2 separate regions of the Cyprinus carpio genome follow, and region 2 is linked to region 1. A link is a contact called in public Hi-C data. All regions are on one chromosome and are shown on one strand. The core of a region is the stretch at or near the end of the contact, and the rest is flanking DNA. Distances in the headings are between cores, read along the strand shown.

Region 1 (3,255 bases), core at 327-2,826:
TAATTTCTGTAATTATTTACTCTCACATGTTGTCCCAAACCTGCATTAATTTCTTGCTTGTGCTGAACACAAAAGATGATATTTTGAAGAATGTGGGTAACCAAACAGTTGCTGGTCTACATTGAATTTGATAGTAGGAAAAATAAATACTATGGAAGATGCTGTGGACCAGCAACTGTTTGGTTTTCCACATTCTTCAAAATAGCATTTATGTTCAGCAGAAAAAAGAAACTCACTCAGGCTTAAAACAAGATTTGTGAGTAAATGATGGTATAAAAATTATTTTTGGGTGAATTATTCCTTTAATGTTAATAAAACAACAAAACACAAAGGGAAAAATCACTCACTACTCTTGACTGAAAAACTTTAATACAGTTGCTTTAATAGGAATCAATCTATATAGTGTTTTGTTTTTATTTTTGTTCATTCATTTTCTTGAATGCTCCTGCTAAATACACATATTGTACCTGGAAATTAAACCCTGTTTTATTTGTATATGTATTTGTAATGTGTATTTTTGTTCTCATTTTTTAATTACAAAGATAGAATAATGACAAAGATTTTTATCTTTGCCCACTTTGGCCTAAATATCTGCCATTCATTTTTTTATATTTTGTTAGCTTGAAAGGCTCTGTCTTTATAATAGGGAAATTAGTTTGGCTGTAATGCTCAGACAACTCGCAAAAAAGTAAACCTAACATGACATTTATTTCTAAAAAGAAATAAAAAAAAAATTGTGATTTGATATTTTTGCCATATAGCCCACCCCTAGTGAAGCTAGAGGATTTTTTTCCATATGCAGTTCGTTAAATATTATCTGAGTAAATCTTGTTTTTAGAGTGCATGCTAGTGGTTTCTAAATCTTTCTGTGGTGTTGTACATTCAACAAGCAATTCACCGTGAACAAATTACTCTTATGAACTGGTTCTTTTTAACTCAGAAACATTTTCAAATCAGTGTTAAATTCAAAACTGGGTTTGAATCTGACTCTGTAAATTATTCAAAACCATTATCGAGTTCAAAAATCATTTTAAACCAAGAAACATTCGTTATTTAAATATTATTTTTTCCATTAGGATCATCAGTGATTGTTCAAAGTCATCGATTGTTCGGATGACATCTTATTAAAAATGTATATTTACAGCAGACATACGTAATAAAATAATAAATAGTGTTAACAAAAAAAAAAAAATCCAAGTACTTCAATTTTACAGAAATATCATTGGCTGTTGTCTAGCATTGTGAAGCACAGTCGAATAGACTGTCCGTGACATGCTGGAAATGTAAAATGGAAAGACAGATCAACCCCCCCCCCCCTTTTAAAAGGAAGAAATATGCAGTCATCTTTTTCAAGTGATTTTGTTATTTGGAGGTTAAAATGTGTTTTGGTGTTGATTGTCTATTTAAGCGCCTCATTCCAGATCTAGTGAAATGCTGGCTTATTTTCTGACTTTCATTCATCTTGTAATGAACAAAACATTGTTTAGCATTTGCTTTGGTTTGTACTTCTCCGACCTTGACACGGATTCTTAACAAAAACACTCTTGCATGCCGTCTGTTCTCACTTCACCTTCAGCTGACTTGGATTTTCTCTATTCCCGAGGTTTTTCACTCACACCAGCATGCGTCCTGAGCTTCCACTGATGCTTTTCATGTATCATTTTTTGCTTTGTTCTGTATGTATGGAAAAAACTACAAATGCAATTTTGCTGCTGATACTGTATTTAGTTGGGCTGCATCAGTGTCATATAATGACTGAGATTTGATATTTAATGCTAAATATTTAAAGACAGAAACTGAAATGCTTTTTCTCTTTTTTAACCAGCGGTGAGGCAGCTGAAGGAAGCGGTGGACTCATCTATTAACAAGCTGTCCAACTTTGACGGTAAGAGCACAGATAGTGTTTTTATCGATTGATTTGGAAAGACACTAAGGCCGTTTTCACTCTTTTGAGGTTCATTTGAGGTGTACCATTCATGGACTCGAGAATGGAGCAGAAACCTGACATGTTTTCCTGTTTTATTCCACAGAAGTCATTGATGCACATCTTCAGAATAACCAGACGACAGTGGACAACAGCTTGGCCAGTCCAGACAGGCTTAAAGGTATTATCACATTTCTGTCACTTTCATCAAAGTTTAATCAAGTTTCTTTCTAGATTAAGCTTGGTTATTGGGAACATCACGCTGGTATGATGCAATCTGATGGCAATGGAGGCACATGGTTTCACCCTGACCTCTATTTAAAACCAAATTAAACAACTGCGCTCTCTGGGTGGCAGGAACGAGCATTATGGTTATTTTTAGCATCCTCAAAGAGCATGACCAGGTCAGGGTCATTACTGTAATGAGCTCTAATAAGATCATCATCATCATCATCAGTGAAGTTTAAGCTATCTGTCTATCATTATTATTATTATTAAAATAAGAGTAGGTATACTACTTGTTGTGAATTTAATTTACATTTAAAAGAGTTTAAATCAGTTGAGCCTAATAATAATAGTAGATAAGGCAAGGCAAGTCAAGGCATATTATTTCTAAAGCACATTTAAAACAGCAGCTGCTGACCAAAGTGCTGTACAATCTAAAAACGTAAAATGAAAAATAAAAAACCCAATAAAACAGATAGAGCAGATTGTTCCACAGTCATGGAGCCGCAACAGAGAAAGCACAATCTCCTTTTAACTTCAAACGTGCCCGTGGGACAGTCAGCAACAAACTGTTTGAGGACCTTAAGGGACTAGAACATTTCCGGTGGACAATAAGATCAGAAATGTATTGTGGAGCCTGGCCATTCAGCCCCTTATACACATACCATAAAACCTTAAATTTAACATGGTATTCAACTGGCAGCCAATGAAGAGAAGCCAGAACAGGCGAGATGTGTTCCCTCTTTCTAACTTCAGTAAGAAGCCTGGCGGCAACATTTTGTACCAATTGAAGCCGAGACAGAGAGGATTTAGTTACACCAAGATACAGGGAGTTACAGCAGTCCAGCCTGGAGGAAAAAAAAACATGGATCACAGTCTCCAAGTCCCTTGGTGATAAAAACGCTTTCAATTTCGCAATGGCTCTGAGATGATAAAGCTGTTCTTCACCATGGAGTTAATTTGTTTGTCAAATTTAAGACCATTATCAAAGATCACACCCACATTTTTTGCATGAGTATGAGAATGCACAGATAAAAGACCCAAATTGTCATTTATTTGTATAATAGATGAAACTACTATTTCAGTTTTAGAATCATTTAATGTTA
Region 2 (3,209 bases), core at 482-2,981, 50 kb before region 1:
AGGATCATTATCACATGATCCTTTAGAAATCATTCTAATATGATGATTCATTATCAAAGTTGGAAAACAGTTCTGCTGCTTAATATTTTTTCAGAAAATGTGATACTTTTTTAGGATACTTTGATGAATAAAAAGTAAAAAAAAAAAAAAAAAAAAAAAAAAAAAAGAAGCTATGTTTTTTAAAAAAAAAAATATTTTGTAATAACAATATACACTACTGGTCAGTAATTTGGGGTCAGTAATTTTTCTTTCTTTCTTTTTTTTAAATAAAATCAATACTTTTATTCAGCAAGGATGTGTTAAATTGATAAAAAGTGATAGTAAAGAAAATATATTATTAGAATATATATTATTGGAATTTTTTTATTTTGAAGAAATGCAGTTCTTTTTAACCTTTTATTCATCAAATGTATTAGACAGCAGAAACTGTTTTCCAACACTCATAATAAATCAGAATATTAGAATGATTTCTAAATGATCATGTGATAGACTGGATGTTACATGTGACACTGAAGGCTGGAGTAATGATGCTGAAAATTCCGCTTTGCTTCAAAGGAATAATTTTTTTTTTTAAGTATATTCAAATAGAAAAACTATTATTTTAAGTTGTAATAATATTTCACAATATTACTGTTTTTTCTGTATTTTTGATCAAATAAATGCAGGCTTGATGAGCAGAAGAAACTTCTTTCAAAAACATTAAAAATAGTAATGTTTCCAAACTTTTGGTCTGTACTGTACATTAATGATCACTATGAAAAGTGCTTCTGACATGCTCACTTATTAATAAACTTACACTCCATTAGCTTTCAGCTTACCGTGTGATCTAAACTTTTAGGAGTCAAACATGTTAAAAGTTTAGGCTATGTAGGTTTAAATCTACAGCTGACAAACATCTGTGCATCAACTGTTTATTATTTACAACAGATACAGGAAGAACCATAAAACCTTAAAAACAGTGAGGAAATGCAGTTTACCTGAATTGGAGTCTGGGAATGACAGATAGCATATACTTGTTTTCTGAAATGAGAAAAACAAAGAAACAGCTAAATATTTTAAAACTGACCATCTATATCCATGGTTGAAACTTACAGGATAATGTAAAACAACAGTTACCTCTTTTTCAGTGAGTTTGGAGTGGTGTGGGTAAATCACCTGCAGCAGAAAAAATGTGAAATATGAAAATATTTCTAATAATATACATTATTTATTATTTTTGATGACTCAACTACTTTTGTTAGCCACTGATGCTAGCAGTTTTTCCATTGACTTCCACACAGATAACGTTAGCCGCCTAGCAGGCCAGCTCACAGATGACAAGTAAGCAGACACTATGATTTATACAGTACTAATCTGACAGTCTGCTGTACCTCCACAGCTTGCCCGAGCTCCAGATCGAAGCCGACCACACAGATGCAGTGGAGCCAGGAGGAGAAGCGGTCCCATGGCAGCAGTAGCGGCTCCTCTACCGCCGGAGGCCCATCGACGGGCATCTCCTCCGCCGGAGAAACTCTCATATCTTCCGGCTCCTCGAGCTGCTCGTCCGGTGCTTCAGACCCCTGAGAGGCCATGGCGATACCCTCCGTCGGTCCAGGAGTGATCGGACTCGGTTTAATTTGTGAAAGCTGGAGGAACTTGAGCTGTGCAAACACGTCCAGGGTGAAAGGGGCGGAGCTTGCGTCAACAGCGTGCTAACGTCATGAGCGAGGTCAATATTTTTTCGGGAGCGCGCACGCAGCCACGGTGTGTCTTTTATTTATCTTTTAGTTTGATGAGTTCGAGCGGTAAAAATGTATGTATTTGATTTGATGTGTTATTACAAAAATACCATATACATGAAAAAGTATGCTCTCTGCAAACTACATTTACAACAAAAAAATTTAACAACACTTACAACAATCAATAAACAAACTAAAAAAAAAAAAAAAAAAAAAAAACAGAAACTATGTACCTTTTTAATAGCACCGATATTTTTGTTGCTTTATCTCTGTTGTCAATAATGTTGTAAATAATTCAAATTAATAGATTTAACTGACAAAAGGACTACTTTTTTGTTTATATATATATATATATATATATATATATATATATATATATATATATATATATATATATATATATATATTATATATATATACACACACACACACATATATATGTATATATATATATATATATATATATATATATATATATATATGTGTGTGTGTGTGTGTGTGTGTGTGTGTGGTATATATATATATATATATATATATATATATATATATATATATATATATTTATATATATATATATATATACTATAGCAACCCCCAAGGTTAATTGCTTAGTGTAATTTGGCCAATAAACATAAATTCTGATTATAGCTAATTATAGTACAGAATGAAAAAACCTTATAATCCTTTCTGAATTCCATCTTTGCATGATTATGTTTAATGTCATTTATTTAATGCGATAATATAATTTTTAGGTCAAATGTGGTTTGGTTTCATCTTAAGACTATTGTAGTTGTACGTTTCTGTGGCACACTTGTTAAAAATAATAAAAAGGTTAGGATCTGTTGTCTATTTTCAATCAAATGAACAGAGCAGAATGGAGTTCATAGTGGCCTGGCACTGTAACGTCATATATAGTCACAGGCATCACTGAACCGCACCATTGTTTGCATATAGATGTTCCAACAGTGATCACTTAATTACTTCTTATGGGACAAGACAAAGCAATTGGATTAGCCTGAGCAAGACATTAGAGTCAAATCAGCACACTCCATTTGGTATGACAGATGTTCAGTGTAATTTAGTCCACAGATTCCAAGTCCAAACAGAGGGACAGGGGGTGGAGTTAGCTTTACAACCCTCTCCTCATTTCTGAAACAAAAATACTTTCCAGGGATGGTTCTGAACTCCATAAATAACTTGTAATGTTAACTGGGAGCCTAGAAGTACCTTCCAAAGGCTTTGATTTTGCCAATACGCATATGTTTATGTGCTGTCTGTGTTTGCTAAGTGAGCTGTTTGGTCAATGAATAATAAGTAAACTCTTCCAGTTTGGCATCATTAGGTACTTACTGGATTTTTTAAATGGATAAATTGAGCCAGATAGTGAAGGAACTCCTTCAGTGCTGTTTTTAAAAGGCATTCCAGCAAGCACCTCATGAATATGGTCTAGAATTGACCTTATATTCATGAAGGCTGTGATCATTATGATTA

The links. Hi-C and Micro-C count contacts between places; a contact is called where the count stands out from the background.
Region 2: a Hi-C map of red blood cells shows a contact between it and region 1, with 2.8 times the contacts expected there. The contact joins the promoter of dennd6aa here to the enhancer-like site in region 1. A contact is called at or near these places in 6 of 8 Hi-C or Micro-C datasets (liver, red blood cells and skeletal muscle).

What each region holds. Positions count from the first base shown.
Region 1 is chrB11:22,259,967-22,263,221 of ASM1834038v1, reverse strand. It overlaps LOC109063316 (sarcolemmal membrane-associated protein-like), which reads left to right. Exons shown (of 23, transcript XM_042734612.1): 13 at 1,826-1,885; 14 at 2,031-2,105. Among protein-coding and RNA genes, the nearest start is that of LOC109063319, 26 kb to the right of the region's middle. Within about 2 kb of position 1,576, at least 1 of the 8 cell types and tissues checked has an H3K27ac peak or open chromatin away from gene starts, as enhancers often do.
Region 2 is chrB11:22,309,758-22,312,966 of ASM1834038v1, reverse strand. It overlaps dennd6aa (protein DENND6A), which reads right to left and starts at 1,731. Exons shown (of 19, transcript XM_019075506.2): 1 at 1,371-1,731; 2 at 1,117-1,155; 3 at 978-1,020. The coding sequence starts at 1,571.